Regions from separate parts of the Sus scrofa genome. Here region 2 is linked to region 1. Evidence: chromatin contacts called from public Hi-C data. All regions are on one chromosome and are shown on one strand. Each heading gives the region's core, a stretch centred on a gene start, on an enhancer-like site or on the middle of the called end of the contact. The rest is flanking DNA. Distances are from core to core; before and after follow the strand shown.

Region 1 (5,574 bases), core at 2,192-4,691:
AATAAATCGAGTGTTAAAACTTGGAAGTGTGCGTGCGCGTCTGCCCTTTGTGTTCCTCCGGGCGGTTTAGCTACACTTGGGATGCTTGCGGCCTCTGGCTTCAGGCACAGTTGCTGTTGTCCCCTCCCCTCTGGCATCCCGCAGCCTTCCCCACCTACCCTCAGCTGGCAGAGCTGGAGTGGGATATGTTTCGCCCATGCACCCCCATCCCTCCCCGAGTTCTCTCAGCATTTAAAATAATTCCCAGCCGTCTCCCCAACTTCCCTAAGAGCGGCTCTCTGCAAGCAGCAGTCCCTTCCACCCCGCTGCACTTCAAGGTCTGCCCCCTTTATTTACAGAGAATTAAGAAGAGGGTGATTAGGACTTCCTGGCCGACAGAAGCAGCCCTGATCCTAGCTCAAGCAGCATTTAGTGATTCCCAGGCTCTCGGTAGGAAACAGAAAAGAGAAAAAAGTTGCTCCTCAGCAGCAAGAAACTTTCTCCTTCGTCAAGGCCTCTGTTATGGAGGCTGAAAGGACCAGCTCTGCGTCCTTTGGCCAGGAATCCCGTCCTTGGGGAGAAGGCCCTGGCAAGATTCTGAGGACTCAGTCACTCCCCGCTGTAGGGTCCGGAGTGACGGGGCCGTGGGGTTGAAAGAAGCCCACTCGCCCCCGGACTTACATTAAAGAGGTAGAAAAGCAGGCCCCCTTCGCTGTCCTTTCTTCAGGCAAGCGGTTCCGCCCCCCTACCCTAAGGAGAAACAACTCCCCACTTGGTCGTCCACCCTTCTCATCCCCCACAGAGACAAACACGTACTCGCACACACCCTCACACACGGTATGCTGGGCCAGGAGGGGTGGGGGTTGGTTTACCCATAGATCGCGTCCTTGTCCCGCTTCAAGGCATCGTTGACAGCGGATCCCATGCTGGCCGGCATGACATTGGGGTGCGGGGCGTGCGCGCCGTAGTGCTGCGTGGCGTGGAGCGGCGGTCCGTGGTTCAAGTGGTGAACCGGCGGGATCGGCCGCGGAGCGTGCGGGTCTCCGTACATGGAAGCAGGCACCCCTACTCCGTCCATCCCGCCGTAATGGGGCAGCTCATCGTACTGGCAGAACCCGGCAAAGGGGCGGGGGGCGAAGGAGGTGATCGAGAACCAGGAGACGAGGGGAGACAGGAAAAGAAGTAGGGAGAAGAGAGCGAGGAGAGAAGTGAGGAAGGAATAGAATGAGAGACAGGGAGAAAGGGAAGGAAAGAAGGGAGGAGGAGGAGGCGGGGGGAGGGGGACGGGAGAGGAAGAGAGAGGAGAATAAAAATAAAAACAAAGTCAGAAAGGAGAAGAGTACCGAGCACAAGTTGAACATACAAGAAACCAAACCAGCCGAAACAACGGAGTTGAAAGTTGGGGATGGGGGGTGTTCTTAAATTTAAAAAAAAAAATGAAAAATTATGAACCGAGAGCAGCGTTTAGAGCCGGGAGAGGGGGCGGTGAGGCCGGGGGCTGAGCCGGCGCCGGGAGGTCCCGCTCCGGCCAGAGGCAGCAGAACCGTAGCGAGCCAACCGAGGGAGAAGTGGAGTTAGTGTGAGGAGGAAGCCCCGGATCCCACCCCTAACCCCCCTTCGCCTCCTCCAGAGGATCCAATAAATCAAAAGGCGAAATGAAACAAAATAAAGAGAAGAAAAACGCTAATAATCAGGAAGAGAACGCCGAGGACGAGGGAAGACTGGGGCCAGTGCCTCCCCGGGGGCAGGGAGCGGAGGGTGGGAGGGGGTGGGAGGGGAATAACGTGAAAGTTACCAGAAACATTATTTAGCAGCGGATTCCCTGCGTCCTTGTCAATTTCAGAGACAAAACAAGCAGCCCAGGCTAGTCTAGGCGGCGGCGCAGCGGCTGCGGCAGCGCGGCCCCAGCGGCGGCCCCGGCGGCGGCTCCTACGCAGCCGGTGCCCGCCCGGAGCCGCGGGAGCAGCGGCGGCAGCGGCGCAGCAGCGGCAGCGGCGGCAGCAGGAGAACCGGGGGAATCGCGCTGCTGGGGTAAAAGCTGGAGCGAGGCGAAAGCGTGTAACAATTGCACTCGCACACACACACACACACACACCACTCACACGCACTCGCCGCCCGCCCGCTCGCACAGCGCTGAAACACGCGCGCCCAGACACGCACACACGCACGCACACACACTCGCACACACGCAGAGGCACGGGGGGGAAAGAAGCCGATGAATAATTTTGCTGCTATTTTTTTAAATACTGGCCGCCATCATCAAGCAGCGAGCAGCAGCAGCAGCGTTGAAGGGAGAGGAGGCAGCGGGACAGGCCCCTCTTAGGAGAGGATTTATATCTAGGTAAGTGTTGGAGATTTAAACCTACCCTTTGCGCCATCAGTCTGCGCTCCAATAAACTCCTGGATGTGTCGTATATTTAATATCCCAGTCCGGATAAGAAAGTGATCTAGGCTGAAGATTCCTTTTTTTTTTTTTTTTTCCAAACCAAGGAGACTTCTCCCAATTCTCCAATATGTTATTTTTAGGGAAAGAAAAAAAAAAAAGCCCAGGCAACACAACGAAGTTTTTTTTTTCCTGTGATATTTCTTCTTTTTCTCTTTTTTCCTCTTCTTCCTCCTCCTCCTGATCTTCCTCCTCCTCCTCCACCTCCTCCTCCCCCCTCCCCTCCTCCTCCTCCTCCTCTTCGGTCCTCCTTTCCCCCTCTTTCTCTTCTCTTCCCCTCAGTTGGAAAAAAAAAAAAAAAAAGAAAAAGAAAAAGAAGAAAAAGAATAAAAAAAAATTGTCAAGCCCCCGAACTGAAGGTTACGAGCGGCCCGTCAGCAGCCCACATGTAACCGAACTGTCGTGTTTCATGGCTTTTTGCCACTCCAGCTGTCAATCAAAGCCCGGAATGTCAAGGTAGTGAATGAATGATGGTTGATGATGATGAAGAGGAGGAATCTTTCAGACCCGTTTTTTTTCTTCCAGTAAACTCCGCGAGGGGTTTCTGCTTCTTGAATTTTTTCCTCCCCCCTCCCCCTCGTTTAGCTTTGCCCCCGCTGTATATATAATATGATCCTCTCTCTTTAAAGTATCGTTCAAAGAAAGCAAGGGGGGAAAAATCAAGAAAAAAATGAATAGTTTGCAAAAATTGGACTTCCTCCCCCCCTTTCCTGGTAGGTATTTTGTCTCTCCCTCTCTCTCTTTCTCGCTCGCTCGCTCTCACTCGCGCTCGCTCTCTCGCGCTCGCTCTCTCGCGCTCTCTTTCTCTCTCTGGGAGATGAGTGAGTGTCAGTAGGTGTTGGCAGGTTGGCTGCTGCCTGGCTTATAGAAGAGCCTCAGTTTGGCGGCGCGGGTCGGCGGCGGGAGAACGAAATGACGGAACCCGGAAGTCGTGGTGGCCATAGCCCGTCGTACGGCGGAGACACATCCCGGGAGTGGGGAGCGGGAGCGAGGAGGAGCGCGCCGCGCGGAGCCTCTGATATGCAGCGAGTGCGATCGGACTGCCCCGGTTGGGGGGCGGGAGAGACTGGGGGGGGGCGGGAGGGGGAGGGGAGGCAGGAACCTGGTAGACCCGAGCAAATCAGCGAGGCTGCTCCTCCGCGGGGACGGCGCGGGGGGAGGCGGGGGGAAGGAGGGAGGAAGAGGAGTGAGAGAGTGTGTGTGTGTGTGTGTGTGTGTGTGTGTGTGTGTTCGCGCGCGCGCGTGCCTGTGTGTGCGCGCGCGCGCACGTGAGAACAGAAGGAGGGAGAGAAGGGGGGAGAGAGAGAATGAGAATGAAGAGGACAGGGAGAGCGCAGAGAGGAAAACTGCAGAAAACCACAGGGAAAGTACGGTACAGCCTCAGATTTTTTATTTTTTTTTTTAAACTTACTTCTAGGTCATCTCCCCATCACTCCCGGCTCCTGCCTAACGGGGTCGTGACGGGGACGTTTGGCATGGCGCTCTTGCTTTTGTTCCTTTTAATTCCGCGAGCCCCTACGCCTCTGCCAGCGGACTTTCGTGCCCCGAAGGCTTCTTTTTCTTTTCTCTTTTTTAAATCTTTCTTTTTTTTGCTTTCACCCAGGGACTGCAGAATCTGCAGACAGTACCACCGTCCGACTAGAGTTTTGTTTTTAAGTGGTACTTTCTTTCCTGTGCAGATCCAGGACGCTTGTTGTCTACATTCCATCCCCCCCACTCCCTGCCCCAGAGGAGAAGAGACCAGCTTAACTCAAAGAGCACACGCTCCAAGCTGTGCGGACAAGGGGCCACCCTGGAGAGTCTTTGGGGGCCGCGGTGGAATCAGGAGGGAGGAAGTGGGGTGGGAGTCATTTGGGTGTTTGATGTTCTCTGATGTTGCCAAAGGGAGTGTGTGTGTGTGTGTGTGTGTGTGTGTGTGTACGCGCGTGCACGACTTGTGTGCGCCTCCGAAGTGGATCCCACTTAGAGCTGGGAAGCACTGGAGAGGAAGAGAGAGAGAGTGGTGCCTGGCGAGGACTGGCCGGCACTCCCTGCCCAGCTTTGTTGTGGTCGCCTGGAGCACAGAGGCCAGGGCGCCGTGTCGCGGGCTAACGGCACTGTTAATTACACCGGACAGTTTCGCGGGATCAAGAAGATGGGACCGACTCCGAATGAAGTTTTCCAAAAATGAAAAGCAGGAGAGTGGGGGGGAGGAAGGTAACTACCCCTCATCATTTGTATAGAAAGTAGTTTTAGCTAGTGTCTCGCGGAATCCGTGGCTGGAGCTGCAACCAGCCTCACCTCCGTGCGACGGAGTATCCCGGCAGCGGCGCGTCAATCACTCCGAGCCCGGAGCTAGGGGCGGAGCTAAGGTCTCCCAGCGCGCGCGGCGCTGCAGACCCCGAGGCCCCCAGGCTCTGGGCAGCCTAGCAGCCGGCCCAGAGCTGGGAGCGTGCCCTCTCCCAGCAACTTGCGCTCGCCCTGGCTAAGGGCCACCGGCCCAGAGAATTGAAAGCAGACTGTTCCTCAGCAGCCGCCCCCTTTTCCAACTTTGAACCCATTCTGGAGAGTAAAAAGTAGCGTCTCCTCTGCGCCGGGCTTTGACCCGACTTCCCGGGAGATGGTGGAGCGAGGGCGCAAGGAGAATAATGTAGTGTCTGGGGGTGGGGGGGGTAGGAGAGAGAGTAGGCAGACAGGTTTGTTTGTTTGTTTGTTTGCCCGTCCCCCCCCCCTTCACTGTAAGCTTTTGGGCAACTCTCAACTGGGCTTAGGTTGCAGCCTACAGAGACTCCAAGCGGAGTAGGAGAAATTTGGCCCGGTTTTAATAGGGCTGGGGAATGAGCTCCGGAGGTCAATAAAGCCCTCCAAAAATGATGAATGATTGAGCACCTGTGATGATGATAGTGATTACCAGAGCAATTAAACAGTTTGATTAAATGAGCCATCATAACAATGATGTCTGCGGGAAATCGGCCTCACATATAAAAAAGATAGTGCAGAGGGGCTGGCAGCCGCCAGGGTAGCACGGCGTCAGGGAGCCGGGCCGCGGACCACTCGGTATTTGCCAGGGTGGCTGGAGCAGGGACTGCCCCGCGCGCGGAGCCTGGGAGAGATGAGTCTACCCCAGGTTTTCAGCCACTCAGAATCCGGGCTTCAAGCCTGCAAGAGCCGAC
Region 2 (5,574 bases), core at 1,498-3,997, 530 kb before region 1:
TCATAGTTTTGCAACTTAAGTGGACCATCAGGCAAGTCCTTTACTCTCTTTGACTCTCAGTTTCCTGGCTAATGGGACAATGTTGGGAACCTAATAGGTGCTTCAATAATATTAACTTCCTTCTTTATTTAGTTAGGAAACTACAATTATTTTTCTTTAAAAAGAAGCACTGAGATGACTTTAACAAGACTCTATGGACAGAATACAATTTTAAAATATAAAAAAGATAATATGTCAGTATTTGTTTAAAAAAAAAACATGCATTGAGGAAATTCCTGTTGTAGCTCAGCAGGTTACAAACCGGACTAGTATCCATGAGGATGTAGGTTCAATCCCTGGCCTTGCTCAGCAGGTTAAGGATCCAGCATTGCTGTGAGCTGTGGTGTAGGTTGCAGACATGGCTCAGATCTGGCGTTGTTGTGGCTGTGGTGTAGGCTGACAGCTGTATCTCAGATTCAGCCCCTAGCCTGAACATCCGTATGCTTCGGGTGTGGCCTTAAAAAGCAAAAAAAAAAAAAAAAAAAAAAAAAAAGGCATTGAATTTGGCAGATTCAACGAACAGACTGTTTAAAAACCTGACTGACTCTTTCCAAGGTGAAGCATCTTCTTCTCCTTTGCACTCTGCCTAGAACTCTTTGCTCCAGCCAGAATAACTTTCCCATGCGCGTGACTTGGCTCATTCTTATTTTTAGTCTATTGTGTTTAGCACTCTTGAAATGACCTTCTGACACCTCCCTGGCAAACCCCACATTCCTTTAAAATTGTTCATTATTCACATGGTCCCAAATTGGCAGAAAGAAACCTGGCCAAGCAACTCACTCAAGACATCTTTCAGGGCTGTAGCTTCTTCCTGGGAGCTGCACCAAGGCGCATTTTGACACGTTTCCTTGCTATGATTTCCTACACTTTTTTTCATATTTGTAATCTTTCTATCGGAATTACAAAGCTCCATTTCTTGGGGTTACACTGAGGACCTTCAGGATCAGAGAGGCTGTCACTCGCTCAAGGCCACACAACATACAGCTGATTTTAAACAGGTAGCCAGTTCTTCAGCGTTTTCATTTGGTATTGTTTTCATTTCATGACCCTACTTCCCTTTGTAGAAAATGGTTGGTGTTGCTGACAGACTGAGAAACTGTGGGGAGATTCCAGCCATGGAGTCAGAGAAGATGAGGGGCACAGAGTGGGATTCAAGACATGGGGCAGGATGGAGGAGGTTAAGAGAGGGAGAAAGGGTGCCTTAGAAATAATTGGCTTACTCTAAGCATGACACGTTAGAGGAAAATAAGAAATACCTAAACAGCAGCACCACCACATTTCTGCTTTGCTTCTATTTTGTGCTTAATAAACAACACTATTGTCACTGCCAATGAAAACAGCAACATAACTGTGCTTTTCCCCTGGTGCTAACTCTAAACAATCTACTGGATTGGGGTCAAAATTGTAAACTGCCAGCATGTTAAAAATAAAAACAGAAAAACAAACCTGGCCTTTTCCTTTAGGGTTGTGAGGGTGAATGCAGGACAAGAGCCAGAGAGAAGAGTTACTATAAAAAATAACTAGTGCAAACATCCTTGAACTGATGTTTTCTATAAAAATCCCGTTGGCTGTGAATTGAAAAGAGTGAAGTGGGGAAGGAGAAAGGAATGGGGGATCAAGTGGAGTCTGCTTATCGTCAGCTGGCTTTCATGTAAGAGTCATGGCAGGGTCAGCAACAAACTAGCCAGGTGGCAACTCCAGGCCATGCTGCCATAAATAAATAGTTATGTACTAATGTCACACAACCAGGGTTAGATGCAAAGCATATGGGAAGAACATTCTGATGTAAATAGTCGAAAGACTCTAAGGTTGCTGGATTCAGGATCCACTGTTGATACTGGACTTCGAGACGCCTGAGAAAATAAAGTGGTGAAACTTTTTAAAAAGCTGCACTGAAAGATTCTTTGAAATATAAATTGTTCTCTTTCAAAAAAAAAATCCTGAACCTTTGGCCTAAGAGAGTGTGATTTTTTGATTTTTCTTTTGGCGGGTGTGTGTAGTAATTAAACATTACCAGAGTTGGCAAGAGCACAGACCCTGGAACCAAATTTCAGGAGTTTAAACTACCCCTGTTGCTTACTTGTTCTCATGACCTCTGGGAAGGTCATGACTTAACCTTTTCATGCCTCAGTTTATTCATCCTGCACAAAAGGGAGGAAGAGAAGGATAATAGCAATAGTACCTGCCTCATAGGAAATTATATGGATCAAAGGAGTGAATGTGTAGGGAACAAATGACACCTGATAAATGCCATGACCTATCACTATTAAGTAGTCTTACACAGGTTATTTATCTTCCATAAACTATCTGCTGGATACTAAGCTAAGGAATCTATTCCTTGTACTATTCTATTTAATCTTATAAATAACCCCATGAATTAAAAATCAACTTTACAGACAAAGGAACTGAGGCTTCGATGGATTAAGAAATTTATCCAAGGAGGCATGTCTAAGTTAAACTTCCAACCCAGGCCTTATTACATACTTAAAAAAAAAAAAAATTAACCATTTACACATTCTTTAAAATCTAAACGCTTTTTTCCCTTCATTGCTCAAAATGTTAAAACTTGAAAAGAAATACAACACGTGGGCTTCTGAGAACCAAAAAGTTTTTGAAAGGATTAGGGGAGGGTCTGATATCCTAATCAATGGCCTCGGGGGATGTGCGATCCGCTCACAGCAGGTACAGAAACAGATTAATTCGTCCACTGACTTTTTTCTCCAAACATTTATTGAACGCCTACTATTTTCTGAGAGCTAGGGATTCAAAGAAGAGTAAGAAATGATTTACTTGAGCACCTAACCTTGAGGAGTGAGGGTGATATTCTTTGCCGCGGGCAGTCTGATGATGTGAGTTTTGTTTTCTAGTCTGTTTGCCAAAGTGGCCATTACTGTCTGCAGAAGTAGTCGAACTCCCCTCAATGCAAGCCAGGCGGTCTGTATCCAGCGATCCTAAAGGGGTTTGGGTTTTACAGTTCCTCCGCTCGGACTCGCAGAGCGCAGAGACTTTACCAGAGAGAAGGCGTAAATCTTTATAAAGCCAGCCTCCGATTGGTGCTGCAGGAAAACGGCGCGTTTGGAAGCGTGTTCAAATCGCGCGCCCTGGCTGTGGCTTTCCCGGGCTCAGGCTTAAGAATCGCGGGTACGTGTGTGCCCTGCTATCCGGTCGATGAGCCAGGGCTCCCTGCCTTCTGGCAACAGGGAAGGTGTGAGCTCCACGAGAATCCCAGGTTAATCCCAGGTGAGCACCGCTCAGGGACCGGCCCTTAGAGAATTAGGCGCTACCTCTGCCTGCGGCTGTTACTTCCTGGTTGGCTTGCCCTTAACTGACATGGCGGCCCGTGCCTTCAGCCGGGCCCACTGCGGCTGCTCAGAAAGCCAAAGACGGGCAGTTGTTCTACAGCCCGCCTCCCGCCGCGGAGCTGCTGGGTGAAGGCTAGGGTGTGCTGCCGGGGGGGCGGGTGCGAGGGGTTAGGGGCAAGCCCCGGAAGTCGAGTACCCGGCGCCTTGCCGCAGTGTGCCCAGCCTCGTATCCCGACACCAAGGCTGCTCGAGCCCAGGGTGCTTCTTTCATTTTTCCTACCATTTCCCAGTCCCTGGCCCAATATGATACTGACCAAAGCCCAGTACGACGAGATAGCCCAGTGCTTAGTGTCTGTGCCGCCTACCAGGCAGAGCCTGAGGAAGCTGAAGCAGAGGTTTCCCAGGTAAGTGCCCATCGCCCCTCTCAGACAGCCCTTTGCCTGCAGCAGCTGTGTCTGGCAGCCCAGCCAGTGCTTGGAAACCACGTGTCGCACATGAGTGGGGAGCAACACGAGTGTCAAGTGTTAGGAGATCAGGGATGGTGAAAACGTTTCTTCTTTCGCCTGCCTTTCTCAGGAGAGTTTTAATGAATGAATCCCAGGCCGCTTCCCAAGGCCTTGCAGTTAAGTCTAGATAACATATGTTTATTGAAAACCGGGTTTGTGCTAGGTATGAGCGCACATAGTATGTGCTCCATAAATGTCTAGTGGTTAATTGACAGGTACTAGGAATGGATGCTAGGTGGCACGGCCCTCTCAAGGTGAAAGTATGAATTGTTGACTCAAATGGAAGACACTTTTCAATTGGCCCCTGGAAACAAACAAGGGAGCACAGGCTTCTTATTGTCAACTATGTTTCTCTACTGCAATTAGGTTACCTCACAGGCCTCTTATTGTCAACTATGTTTCTCTACTGCAATTAGGTTACCTCAAGTGTTCCAGGCCTGTCCCAGAGGCTGTTACCCTAGGGATTAAGCTCTTGGGTCAAGATTGGTCTTCTGGACAGCCATATGTATACACATTCCAGGTGTATTTCATACTACTCCCCCCCAAAATGGCTTTTTTCCCCAGTAATTTTAGGATTATCCAACTTTTTTTGTTTGTTTGTTTTTTGCGGGCCCCCCCCCCCCCCTTTTTAAGGCCTAATCTGCGGCATATGGAAGTTCCCAGGCTAGGGGTTGAATGGGAGCTGTAGCTGCCAGCCTACACCACAGCCACAGCAACTCGGGATCTGAGCCACTTCTTCCACCTACACTACTGTTAATGGCAAGGCCAGATCCTTAACCCCCTGAGCGAGGCCAGGGATTGAACCCGCATTCTCATGGATCCTAGTTGGGATTGTTAGCCACTGAGCCACAAAGAGAACTCCCAGGGATTATCCAACTTTTAAAAAAGGAACTTTAGAAACTATATGCTGTAGATTTCATTTTAAAGGTGTACAAACCGAGGCCCTGACGTTACACAGAGACCAGTCTCGGGCAACAAGTTATTGTCTTTGTGCTGTGTTAAAAGTATAGAATGTTGGAGTTCCCATTGTGGCTCAGTGGGTTAAGAACCCAACTAGTATCCATGAGGATGTGGGTTTGATCCCTGGCCTTGCTCAGTGGGTTAAAAGATCCAGTGTTGTTGTGAGCTGTGGTGTAGGTAGCAAACACAGCTGTAGCATAGGCCGGAAGCTGCAGCTCCGATTTGACCCCTAGCGGGGGAACTAACATATGCCACAGGTGTGGCCCTAAAATTAAAAAAAAAAAAAAAGACGAGATGTAGAATGTTTATTCACTTTTCTTCCATTTCAAAATCAGATCCAAGCTTCTGCCATTTTCCTTTGTGGCCCTGAGCACCTTTACCTAATGGAGAGCTTCCTTGAGCTTGATATGTAGCCCTTGAGCAGACATCACCATGAAAGTGTTTTCTTGAAGAAAGAGATTATTAGGTAATTGGTTATCAGTAAAGTACAAAGTGAAGCAGGAATTGAAGGTCTTTTATGACCTTAATTTTCTGAAGGACTCAGTTTTCTAAATTGGTAAAATGAAGGGATCTCTTTTTAATATTATCCAGATTTAATTTATCCCCTTATAGTCTTTAAGATTTTTTTTTTTTTTAAATGGCTGCTTTGAGGCATATGAAAGTTTCTGGGCCAAGAATTGTTCCTGTAGCCACAGCTACAACCTACACCACAGCTGTGGTACCAGATCCTTTAACTTACTGTGCCAGGCCAGGGATCAAATCCTTGT

Evidence for each region. A called contact is a pair of places that touch in the nucleus more often than the background predicts.
Region 2: a Hi-C map of embryonic fibroblasts shows a contact between it and region 1, with 1.4 times the contacts expected there. The contact joins the promoter of C1H15orf41 here to the promoter of MEIS2 in region 1. A contact is called at or near these places in 2 of 47 Hi-C or Micro-C datasets (embryonic fibroblasts and heart right ventricle).

The regions. Positions count from the first base shown.
Region 1 is chr1:134,011,509-134,017,082 of Sscrofa11.1, reverse strand. It overlaps MEIS2 (homeobox protein Meis2), which reads right to left and starts at 3,441. Exons shown (of 13, transcript XM_021098059.1): 1 at 2,346-3,441; 2 at 852-1,084. The coding sequence starts at 2,357. It overlaps LOC110259520, which reads right to left and starts at 4,962. Exons shown (of 3, transcript XM_021084938.1): 1 at 4,872-4,962; 2 at 4,703-4,793; 3 at 2,443-3,488. The coding sequence starts at 4,962. The coding sequence ends at 3,251.
Region 2 is chr1:134,536,047-134,541,620 of Sscrofa11.1, reverse strand. C1H15orf41 reads left to right here and starts at 2,747. Exons shown (of 9, transcript XM_021098122.1): 1 at 2,747-3,279. All of the region lies in intron 1 of LOC110261472 (a long non-coding RNA gene), which reads right to left.